3 separate regions of the Danio rerio genome follow, and all the other regions are linked to region 2. The links are chromatin contacts, called in public Hi-C and HiCAR-type maps. All regions are on one chromosome and are shown on one strand. Each heading gives the region's core, a stretch centred on a gene start, on an enhancer-like site or on the middle of the called end of the contact. The rest is flanking DNA. Distances are from core to core; before and after follow the strand shown.

What was found. Hi-C and Micro-C count contacts between places; a contact is called where the count stands out from the background. HiCAR-type assays count read pairs that join an accessible place to other places.
Region 1: a contact with region 2 is called in a Hi-C map of hematopoietic stem cells, with 5 times the contacts expected there. The contact joins the promoter of cebpa here to the promoter of heatr3 in region 2. A contact is called at or near these places in 8 of 18 Hi-C or Micro-C datasets (caudal fin, embryo, fibroblasts and 3 more) and 3 of 4 datasets of contacts at active chromatin or transcription factors (caudal fin, embryo and gastrula embryo).
Region 3: a HiCAR-type map of caudal fin shows a contact between it and region 2, with 11 times the contacts expected there. The contact joins the enhancer-like site here to the promoter of heatr3 in region 2.

The regions. Positions count from the first base shown.
Region 1 is chr7:38,300,008-38,304,118 of GRCz12tu, forward strand. cebpa (CCAAT enhancer binding protein alpha) reads right to left here and starts at 2,028. Exons shown (of 1, transcript NM_131885.2): 1 at 1-2,028. The coding sequence starts at 1,814. The coding sequence ends at 948. The region is part of intron 2 of LOC141375405 (a long non-coding RNA gene); the gene reads right to left. It overlaps cebpg (CCAAT enhancer binding protein gamma), which reads left to right and starts at 3,823. Exons shown (of 3, transcript NM_131886.2): 1 at 3,823-3,956.
Region 2 is chr7:38,130,883-38,134,877 of GRCz12tu, forward strand. heatr3 (HEAT repeat containing 3) reads right to left here and starts at 2,565. Exons shown (of 15, transcript NM_200889.1): 1 at 2,356-2,565; 2 at 660-832. The coding sequence starts at 2,490. It overlaps LOC141375405 (a long non-coding RNA gene), which reads right to left. Exons shown (of 5, transcript XR_012383413.1): 5 at 3,647-3,995.
Region 3 is chr7:38,363,358-38,367,305 of GRCz12tu, forward strand. No RefSeq gene overlaps it. Among named protein-coding and RNA genes, the nearest start is that of abcc12, 39 kb to the right of the region's middle. Within about 2 kb of position 2,149, at least 4 of the 62 cell types and tissues checked have an H3K27ac peak or open chromatin away from gene starts, as enhancers often do. A contact at or near this core is called in caudal fin, where this site is marked.

The DNA of each region.
Region 1 (4,111 bases), core at 778-3,277, 170 kb after region 2:
TTGCCATACGCAGTTTGTAAAAAAGTGCTTCCTTTTTCTTGCTGTGTATTTCTGTCCAAAGGTTCAGTCAGTGATGATCAAAAGGCACTGAAACCATCTCTGCTCGAGTGTTGTACAAAAAAGAGAGAAAGAAATAAACAGTTCGCATGAAATGCACACGCTTACAGAGCAAGACAGGACTTCACTGCAAAACCAGTGAGAAAGCACACGGTGACAGTCCACCGAAATTATTCTGACAGCAACAAACATTGCATAGAAATATGCACCCTTTCACATTTTTATCAATCATATTGCATAAATACAAAGCGTTTACTTTAAAAGCTGTATACTGACAAGCATTTTACAGATCAGTACCCGAATCATGGCAAAATGTTCACAATGTAATGCGCTTCATAGAGTCGCGTTCGGACGACATAGTGCACACAGTCTGAGTTATGAATGACAACTTGCCTACCACAGTAAAAACCAATAAGTTCCAGTCCTATGCTTTGGCATTTTGTCTATTACCGTCCATGGAACAACCCCACCCACCCCTGCTTGATATATAAATTCAACAATATCATACAGTGGGTGTTATGCTGCAACAGGTATGGTAGAAAGCCTGCTATGGCAGAAACTTTTCTGTTTGCCAAAAGGGCAGTTCAGGTTTGTTATGAAAGTTGGTAACTTGAAAAGCATGAAAAGTAGACTGACAGGGTAAAATCATGCCCATTAGCTGCACTGATATGCTTAGCGTAGCTAACACACATTCCTAACAGGACTACACCAGCATGTATTAGTCCTAATGTGTAGATGAGCTTATCGTTTCTTTCTTTGTTTTTGTACAAAAGGCACATGTATACCGCAGCTGCCTGGCTCCTATAGAAACACTTTCAGAACGTGTCAGCGGTTATCCAGCAGACGAAAAAAATCACGCAAAAGTTACTTCAAAAGTCAAGCTCGCTCCGTTAAGCGCAGTTGCCCATGGCTTTGACAAACGAGCCGTCGGGGAGCTGCCTGAAGATGCCCCGTAACGTCTCCAGTTCTCGCGTGAGGTGTTCCACCCTCTTGCGCAGTCTATCGTTATCCGCCGATAACTCGATCACTTTTTGTTGCGTCTCCACATTGCGCATTTTCGCCTTGTCCCGACTCTTGCGCACGGCTATGTTGTTGCGCTCCCTCCTCAGCCTGTACTCGGTGCTGTTCTTGTCGACGTGTTTCTTGGATTTCCCTCGATCGCCAATCTTCATGGAGCCCCCCGGCAGGTGGCTGTGCTGGTGGTGCGGACTAGGTACGGGCGTCGGGGGAGGTGTGGGATGGCCCGGCTGGAGATGCATGGTGGTTTGCGCGCAGTGCGCGATCTGGTGCTGAAGGTAGGACAGATGCGGCGCGTGGTGTTGAGAGTGGTGGTAGGTGGGTGGCATCGAGTCGCCAAGCTCATCTTCCTCCCGAGGCTCTTGTTTGATGGCCACGGGTCTCATTCTTGCTTGGCTGTCGTAGATGGGTTCTAGTTTGGAAGAATCCATGTAGCCGTTCAGGCAGCCATACATCTGCGGGGCCCCCGGCGCGCCATTGGCACCGTGGTGGTAGTCGTAGTCTCCGCTCGCCAGTTTGAGCTTCTCTTGCTTGGAGCTGTTGTGGAATAAGTCAGCCAGGAACTCGTCGTTGAAGGCAGACGGATCAATGTAGGCGCTGATGTCGATGGAGTTCTCGTTCTCGCAGATCTCGCTCAGGTCTCCAGCGGTGTCTTTGTAGATGTAGGGGTTCTGCTGATTCTGTACAAGGCTGGTCATTAGTGGCCGTGGGGCGACCTCGTAGAGGTTTGCTTGCTCCATGGAGTATCTAAAACCCGCCAGACATGGTGAAGAGCTCCGGGAATCCAGCTTGGTCGCAGTACCGGAGAAAGCCGTGCTGGCTGCAAGTTCTCTGGACAGGTGAGTAAGCAACCTGTCGTGACTGTGCACTTGGCGGTAAAGTGGATGCGAGTTTAAAGGCTGAAACGCCACACGGGATCTCCTTTAAGATGACACTTGCAACCTCAGTGTGTGAGCTTCACGTCTGTCAAGTACTTTTCTGAGTGCACTTATATAGTCTTTGGAGTTTGGAGGGCGGTCCTAATGCTTTCCTGAGTGATCTGTGCGCGAGAGCGCAGCGGACGCACTGATAGACCTAGAACTACATAAATGTTATTATTACCGGATGAAAAAAATATATATATATACATATTATCGTTTTATGCTGATTAAAATAGTTATTAAAACAAGGCGTCTTTGTTTTTTTCATATTAACTGTTTCTTAACGTTTTGATGCTCAAATAGGTGCAAGTGGGAAATGTGCAGGACTTTGGACGTTTTGGGGTGTGTGAGTAATTCAAATTGAATTTGCAAGAAATTTGCACTGGGGAAATGATTTTCGTTAGGAGAGAAGAGGTAAGCGCGGACTGAAGGATGAGAGCAATTACAACGACAAACATTTACGGAGAACTGTCGCTCAGCACCTTCTGAATGAAACACAAATTAACGTAGAAGCATCTTTCAATAAACTGGATGTAATGATTTTTTAGGTGTACAATAATGCACAATAGCCTAATGACACATGACATTTTCTGATAAATACATAACATAATTTATTCACACACAAATAAACATTCAAAAGTGAGATTTGGGCATCCCCTTGAAGATTTAAATTAGATTAGATTAAAATGGGTTTGCTGGTCGCTTCAACATAATTGTACTGTTCATAAACGCTAGGGAGAATGTTTGCGCACAACAATGAATACGCCGCCTTTGCCAAAACCAACAGAGCATCACATGTCTCCCCATAGTGCGAGAAAAGCTGAGGAACTTGACAATTGCGCTGAAGTTGGAGCGTGAGGATCGGGCATTAATCAGTGCGTGCGCAGTATGGGAGCTCCCTCTATTGTTACAGCGCGGGCCTGGCACCTAAAGAATGAGACGAGAAACCAACAGACATGCCGCCAGCAATAGATAAGTTATAATTGACCTTTTTCCCTATTGTTTACAATTGTATTACTTAAGCAGGAACTGGACATGTTCATGTTAGAGCCCTGCATGAGCTTAACGAGTTGTTGCATGCCATTAATTAAAGAAATGTAGTACCTGATGGTAAGGTCCATGATTTACTTGCAACAGAATACAAAATAAATAAACAGGGGAAAAGAAATGTGATAAATTAAAGATGGACCTAAAATATTACTCATGAATTGAAGTTGTTTAGCGAGATAGACACAAGCTTCTATGAGAAGGCTATTTTTAGGTTTTCCAGATATAAAATGAAAATGCTATGTAACAAAAAGCTGGAACATTAAAATTATTTTTACTTACCCTTACACGTGGAGTTACTACAAAAAGACACAGTTAAACTACCACAAATGAACAATGATTTGGCTACTCTTAAAGTTTAATGTTAGCAATACTGTCGGTAAAAACTGCAATCAATTGGCAATAAAAAACATGGTTAACTTACCACAATTTTACTATAGGCTAACCATTTTTAGGGGTAATTTAGCCCAGCTCTCCTTTCTATTTTAATAGTTTCTTAATGTACTATAGAATATTAATCTGCATTTATGCATGTAACACAATTCATAATTCATAAATAATGAGTAAATCTTATGTTTTCATTTTCATTGCAAAAAATAAAGCTATATTTTACATTGTTTAGTATTCTTGACAGATCTCAAGCTGTAATGCATAAAAACGCCTCAAACAGAGATGTGCAGCCTGATTGGTTCTCGGACATGTCAATCAAAGAGTGCATTTCGTCATTTTTCCAACCCTCTGGTTTGATTGGCTGCAAGAGTAGATTTCCCTACATGGTCACAAGATTTCGCAATACTCCCAAGCGCCGCTTTACCAAACAATAACACCTCAACCTGTGCTTATTTTTCCGTGAACAAAGAGGACATTATTCTTTATTTACCCGAGCGGAGGACTTATAAGGCACGAACGTTCGAGGTAAGTTGTATGGGGTTATCTTGTGCTATACAGACTGTCGAATTTAGTTTTTATCAATTACACGATGAGAGGATCCGTGCCGCTCACTCGATTGCAAAACAGCTTCAACTCCCGGATCTGGGGCCAGCGAGTGCTTTATAAGCCAATATTAGACA
Region 2 (3,995 bases), core at 1,315-3,814:
ATGAAGTTGGTACAGCAACGCACATTCTCACATTAATTTCATCGTTAGTAAATCCAAATGTGAGCGTGAAACCTGGCTTACGCAAAGTATTTGTGTATATGCAGCGTTGATTCATGAGGCCCCTGGTGAGCAAAGCCCTGCAAACCCAGGTGAGCAAAATAAGTAGATTTTCTACCCTCCTAAAGGCTTCTTTCTCATTATGTAGCGAATACGAAAAGATATACTGCGTGACCTTGCGTTGTGTCCATGTCACTTCTCGCGTGTGTTTGGTTGTAAGATGTAGTTTTTGGACAGAGACAAAGTTGTCTGCGATTCTTCCTATCATAAAGTCATGCGGTGTGAAACCCCCTGTCGCCAATCCATCTTGCAGTGTTAACACAGCAGTGACTCAACACTAGTGCAGATAGTCATGTATTGTGAAAACACCTGTGACATGACTACTTTGAAAATGTTGCAGTCTGAACTTGGCCTTACTGTATATCAAATGCATGTACATTGTCATTCTAATCATTTCTGTTTTTTTTTTTTAATTACAAAAACCTTTAAAACAGTTAAGAAACTTTAAAATCTTTGAGAGAGAATACTCAGACATTTACATCTACATATGTCACCTTCAATTCACAGTTCAGATCTAGAGTCAGTGTCATTTGTGCATGTACCTGAGCGCTCCTGTAGCAGTTTCTCTGACCGTCAGGCTGTGATCAAGCAATAAAGGTCCAATTTTCCTCACTGCATCTCTTTGGAGGAATCCTGGTAAGGTTTGATTCTCCTGGACAATCCGAGAGATACTGGCACAGGCATACTCGCGCACATCTGCTGAGGGACTCTGCAACTAGAAACAAACAAACAAACAAACAAATAAATAAACACACACACACACACACACACACACACACACACACACACACACACACACACACACACACACACTATGAGAGTCACATTTAAATTAAGATATATCGGAATACCTCAATAGGGGCTGAGGAAAAACTGGCTGTTTCAAAGCTGAAGAGTCGTCTACAGCTTGCTTAACAGATACACTAGTCAGTTAAGCTGTGAACTGGAAGCTTGCTGACTCGTTTCCTCTATTCAACTTGCTACTATCCATTCATCCCATCATTCAAAGAGCAGACACACTTGCGCATGTGAGGGCATCACATTTTCACTGAAGATTTAATCATGGTGCATGATACTATCACAACATCATATGAAATGGTGAAAACAGGTACAGAAATAGAAAAAAACAACAACTCTGATTTATTGTACAGAGAGTTTTAGAGAAACTCAAAGTTTCAAACTAATTAAATTGCAAAAGGATTACAAAGAGTTCAATATACAATAAAGTTTGTGGTGGTAAATAAAAAAATTACTAACAATATTTAATGTAATGTAATGTATTTTTTTGTCAGCAACTAAGGCTATTTTCATGGGAAGAACATTTCAATAATAAATAAACAGTTAAGAACAACAAACAAATGAATGAATGAATACACAAGTTAAATAAGATTTTAAGTGTGAATACATAAGAATTCAAAATCTTTTCTGGTGTCACTTTGCTAAAATGTCCTTAAGAGAGTTAATTTCATAAAAAAGGCTTCTGATATCATTAAAAGCAGGACAGTCCAGTAAAATGTGTTTTACAGTAAGGGGAGTTGTGCAGAACAAACATTGAGTGGGGTCTTCATCTTTAGGTAAAAAGGCGTGAGTTTATCTTGTATGTCCAATGCGACATATGGTAAAAATCAACAATTAATAAATGACCTAAAATCAGTATTGACTTTGTTATGTAAATGTTAGTTTACAAATATACAGCTGAGCTTAATTCGTTATTAAATTTATTAAATAAAACAGTTGCAAGTTTTGATTTAAATGACTTGCTATATTAACATCATCTAATATGTGTTTTACAAGTTGTTTTCGCAAACTGTAGAGTTTAATTACCTAATGTTATCTAATGCTGACTTGCTGTAAAGTTTTAACAAATACCAGGTCTACCAAGAATCAGAGCATTATCAGTCAACATCTCTGCAAGTTTTTGGGCAGATTAACATGTCAAGATTTTGTTTCATATTAAAGTATCCAATGAAGCACATCAAAACAACAATTATCTGAATATTCTCAAAATGCACTGTAAAATATTGAACGATTAATAGTTTTTTCAAGGCATTTATGAGTGTTCATTATAACAATATCATGTTGTCTTTTCGACTATTATTAGACACGCTCAACACACAAGCCATATTTAGACACAAGTTACACTAATGTTGTTTAATCCACGTAATTCTGACATTCTGTTTTATAAAATAAAGCATTAAATATAAAAGAAATACTGTTGTGACAGTGGTGTCAGCTTACTTTTTCCAGTAGCTCAGCTGCCGGAGAGTCTTCTTCATCTTCTGCTTCTTCAACAGTGTTTTTAACAGCAGTTGCTGCAAGACCGTCGGGAGAAAACTGCGACCGTTTGAATTTAGGATTCTTTGTTTTTCCCATTGTTAACTGTTTTGACTACACTTGACGTGTAATATCAATTATCTTGTATTTTAAACTCGCGTAGACTCACAACACGAGCGACCATGTGGACGTACGTCGCTGCCGTAAAGTGAAATAAACTGTCGCGCGAAAACTGTCGTTGACAGTCGACAGCGCCACCCCGTGGAGCAAGCACGCTTCAGGTTTCATAGAGAAATCATAGAAATCATTGCACTCGACAAGAAGAGATCCTGGATGTCAAACGGTCAGTATCAACCCATGTGTTTCTCTGTCTGAAATACCCACCGAAGAAACCATGAATCTAAATCAAACCGATTTGATCTGTATACAGATAAACTACTCCAGGAGAGCCCATGTCTAATCTCAAACTGTAATTTAGCCAAGAGTGAATTTGTCCACATGGAGCTTCAGATCTGTCTGAACGGTCCCTCTCAGAAAACTTGAATAATGAACAAACCTGAAACTTAAGCATCCAAACCCTAACTGTAGAGAAATGAGTTAATATTACTCTCTACCTAAATGTAGGGGAGAATAGGCCATAAAGTGCTTCCTCAGTTTGTGAGTCATAAATCCATTTATGGTTCAGAGTATTTTACCCCAATTATTTTCAGACCAGCATATGAATATAGCAAGGGACCAGCAAAATAGAATCAAAACCTTTCCAGCATAATAGTTAATAGTATATGTATAGAAGTTTTGGGATTTTAAAAGATCTTAAAATAAGCTTCTCCTGCTTACCAAGGCTGAATTTATTTCATCAAAAATACAGTACACATTTTAAAAATTGTGAAATGTCCTTGTACTATAAGATAACAGTTCAAAAGTAATTTATCATTTAATTTAATAATTTATTCCAGTGATTTCAATGATGAATTTTCAGCTTCATTACTCCAGTTTTCAGTGACATGATCCTTCAGAAATCACTATTTTATTCATTCATTCATTTTCTTGTCGGCTTAGTCCCTTTATTGATCAGGGGTTGCCACAGCGAAATGAACCGCCAACTTATCCAGCACATGTTTTTACACAGCGGATTCCCTTCCAGCTGCAACCCATCTCTGGAAAACACATTTTTATTATTTATTATTATTATTAATATTAATGGTAACAGTAATAATGACTGGAGTAATAAATTCATTTGAAACTACATAAAATAACAAAGCAGTTATTTAAATTTTAATCATTAAATAGAAATTTACATTTACAATTTTTTACAATCGTTTTGCCACAAATTTCAAAATGCTTGGATAAATTAAACACAAGTCAAAGATACTTTGTTCATTGAACCAGGATCACCTGTTTAATATAACACAATTAAACATCAAATTGATCCCATTTCAAAGTCCAAATCAAACATTACATTTAAAATAAATGCATATTAATTTACTTAACATGATGTTATTATCAACTGAGACAGGCACTCAAAATGATAAATAACTGTTGCATTACTCTTGATGCATAGAAACTGATGTATAACATTACATGTTTAGATGATGAAAGTTTCA
Region 3 (3,948 bases), core at 899-3,398, 230 kb after region 2:
CGACCCTCTTGCTGTAAGGCGATCGTTACACCTACTGTGCCACCGTGATGCCCTGGAATTCATATTTAAATATAAATATTACTGCCAGTAATTAAAACCCTGCTACTCGGCTCTGGAATTCATAACAATTATATTATCAGTGGAGATCACAAAATTGTTACATGCAAGCCTTTTGTCCGAAGTGATTCACACCATAAAACACTCAGAGCAGTAGGCTGGCCAGGAAGCAGTTGGGGGTTTGGCTCAAGGAAATCAACTCAAATGTGTTATTAAGTGTGGATGAGAGCGCTGGATATTCATTTCCAACAGCTAATCCCTGCCAGTGCTGGGACTCAGACCTGTGACCTTTGGATCACAAGTTCAACATTCTAACCATTAGGCCACAGCTGCCCCCTATTACTTAACCTAACAAACACTATAATAATAAATCTTTAATTATGTGCTAACAATGTCCACAATTCAAGCACAAATTGCACAATGGACACAATGATTAAATATCAGTAGTAGTTGTAGTAGTATTTTGTTATGTATGTGTGCTTTTATAGAGCATGGCACTAACAACACCAATATCATGGATTTTAATGCCTACAGAATGTATATGCTACAATTGATAAGAATTTACATAACTTTACAAAGTGTACCTCTTTCTTTAGATAATTTGCCCAAAAGTAAAAATTCTGTCATCATTTACTTACCCTTGATTTGTTTCCAATTAGTTTGTTGTTTGTTCAGTTGAACACAAAATAAAATATACTGAAGAATGCTAGAAAAACATCAACAGCAACAGACTTCTGTGCTGTTTGTTTTTCTTACTATGAATGTCAATAGTTACTAGGGGTGTAATGGATCACGGTTGATCCGTGATATGTATGGATTACAACACACAGTTTTGAACACATGCAACCCACGGATTAGGCTATAACGTTTTTTTTCCTTTTAGATTAATCCTACATTCTTAATGATCACAGAGAGATCATCTTTCACGTCATTCAAATCACTGAAAGCATTTAGGCTTTCCTGTAAAAATCAAATTATTACGGAAGAAGTTGTGGTAGGTTATGTGGGATGTGGTGGGTTTTTTAGGTTATTAAAGTTGTTTTCCGTCACTACTTGTTTCGCCTGCATTAGTGCATTTAGTCTAAGCTGTACAGTTAATCAATAAAAGATCAGGATCTAAATTATAAATGATGGTGATTTGCATATGTTTATTTATCCTTCAAATTGCTGCATTCAAATCAACGTTTGAAAAACGCAAAAATCAACAGTTTATAGCAGCGGTGTCAAACTTTGGAGGACTGCAGCTCTGCAAAGTTTAGTTCCAACCTTAATTAATCAAACCTGATCAAACTAATTGAGTTCTTAAGGCTTGTTTGAAACCTACAGGTAAGGTTGTTCTCACACTAGTTGCAGTTGTCTTGAACCGTGCCGAAGCACGAGTGTACCCCGCCCCCTCTCCCCCAACGGCCTCCACTCACTTCAGAGTTCGAAGCGTCACAGAAAGTGACGTCACCCGACCTGTTACGGTTTTGAGGTGTCACAGCTTCATTACACCACTAATGTTTACCAGTTTTCAACATTGTTCAAAATATTATTTTTAAATATTTGTGTCATCAGTTAATCTGGCCCGCATTAAAATATAAGGGTTAAATTGCTTCATTTGGTCACGGTCTTGAAACATGACAAAAGGAACGGTCCATTCAGGTGTTTTAAAAATGGCCCTGATGTAGCAGATAAACAACCTGTTACCAGAAATACCTGATTTAGCTGACTCAGTGAGGGAATTCTTCCCGTGTAAAAGGGTGAGACAGGAAATGCCGCTTCACCACAAGTACATTCTGCTGCTGTGGAGTCATGACACTGGATTTGATTTCATACTTTTAATCCACCTCAATATATCCCACACACACCACACCCAGAGCAGCTCTGTGCGTCTTCAGCTGGCTGAAAGGTAATGTAAACCAGGGCTGCTGAATTATGCTCATCCTCTGTAAATCACAGTTTTGGCCATTTTTCCTGTCAAACCCCGTGCCATTTCTACCACCATAACTACTGACAGAAATGGGAGAGACATGCCTTTTAGGCTGTTGTTTGGTGTGCGTGTTAATATGCCTGTGCATGTGTGTGTGTGTGAGAGAGAGAGTGAGAGATGGAAAGAGAGGTAGAGTGAGACTGACAGCGCTAATTATGAATGGAGACAGTCTGAGGGTGTTTTTGTGAAGAGAAGGAAAACACATGCATACAGACAGGCAAAACACAAAGAACTAAACTAAATGTCGTCCTCAGTTTAAACCGATTTTAAATGCTTGAAAATGCTTAATGATGGCTGTTTTTTATATTGTTCTTTATTCTTTTAACCAGTCCTGAACAAATTGATGCCATTTATGTGGAGTTCAGTGTATTTATTTGTTATCTTGTTCATCTTCTGGATTATAAACTGCTAGGCTAGTCTTAAAAATGAATTTGTAATGGTCATATTAAACAAGTGTAATGTGTTTAGAAGCATAGTGGGATTAAATGTGATTACAAGTTAAATACAACATTTATTTAATGCAGTAGTTTTTATTTTTTGACCCTCATACTGTATATTCAATACTGGAAAATAATGAAATGTACCTGCTTCTTTTTTTCTATTCATTACCAAAACTAAGAGTAGTAATGTATTAATGAAACTAATTATTACATAATCAATGCTGTAAATCGGAAAATATGTTGAGTAGTTATGGATATTTTTGGTAGTAGTAATACTGTAGCAGCTTTAATGTTTATTATTCATAAATATTAATTTCTCTGCAATTTTTGCATGTTTAATTATTATAAAGCTTGAAACAACTTCAAAAAAAACTAATTATACATAATATTATTTAGGTGAATGTTCAGATTAAATTTTTGACTATTGAATAACAAATTTATAACCATAGTTGTACTACAGGTACCATATTTAATCTATGGTGAGTGGTTAGCACTGTCACCTCACAGCAAGAAGGTTGCTGGTTCGAGTCCCAGCTGGGTCAGTTGGCATTTCTGTGAAGAGTTTGCATTTTCTGCTCGTGTTGGCGAGGGTTTCCTCCAGGTGCTCCGGCTTCCCACACAGTCCAAAGATGTGCGGTATAGATCCGCTGTGTAAAACATATGCTGAATAAGTTGGTGGTTCATTCCGCTGTTGTGACCCCTGATGAATAAAGGGTCTAAGCAGTAGGGGAAAAAAATGAATAAACAAATTGCCAGGAGGGCTGGCTGAGAACCACTGGCATAATGTGAATCAGTTTTCTTACATGTAGTGTTGATAATTGAACTGAGCAAACTCAAAGTATGAAGTTTCCAGATTCAGGATTGTGCTTATGTACGTGCAATTAAGGTTAGTTGGGTTTGTTTTACACACACAGGTGCATTTAGACCATTTGGATTGATTACATTTCTTGTTTTATCAGGAAATGTTTTCCAGAAGTTTATCATGTCATTATGATGTATTGCTTGTGGTGGAGAATGACGATGTGATAGGCTTGTGTTGCTTTCTCGGAGACAAGGCAAGGCTACCAGTCTTCATGAATAGACAATCAGGCTGATTTGCTTTACAAAAAAAGATAAACCAGAATGTGGTGGACCATGATGCACATCTGAGTAGCACACTCTTGAATTTGCAATCTTTTTGTTGAAATTACAATAAAATACCCTCATTTTTTAATCAAACAAACTGAAAAATATTATAACTTAATTGCATATTTTTCTTGAAAGCACAAACACAAATTTGAGGATGTACTCCCAATCAAAAACTCAAACACTCAAAATATGACTTTTGCAGCATGTTGAAGCTACTTATTTAAAATGAGTTTAAACAACACAATTCCTAAACAAAAAATGACAACTTAATGAGACAACTTAATTGTTTTATGTTCAATCCACTTAAATTTGTAAAAGGAGTGATTAAGTTAACACAACACAAAATCTTTT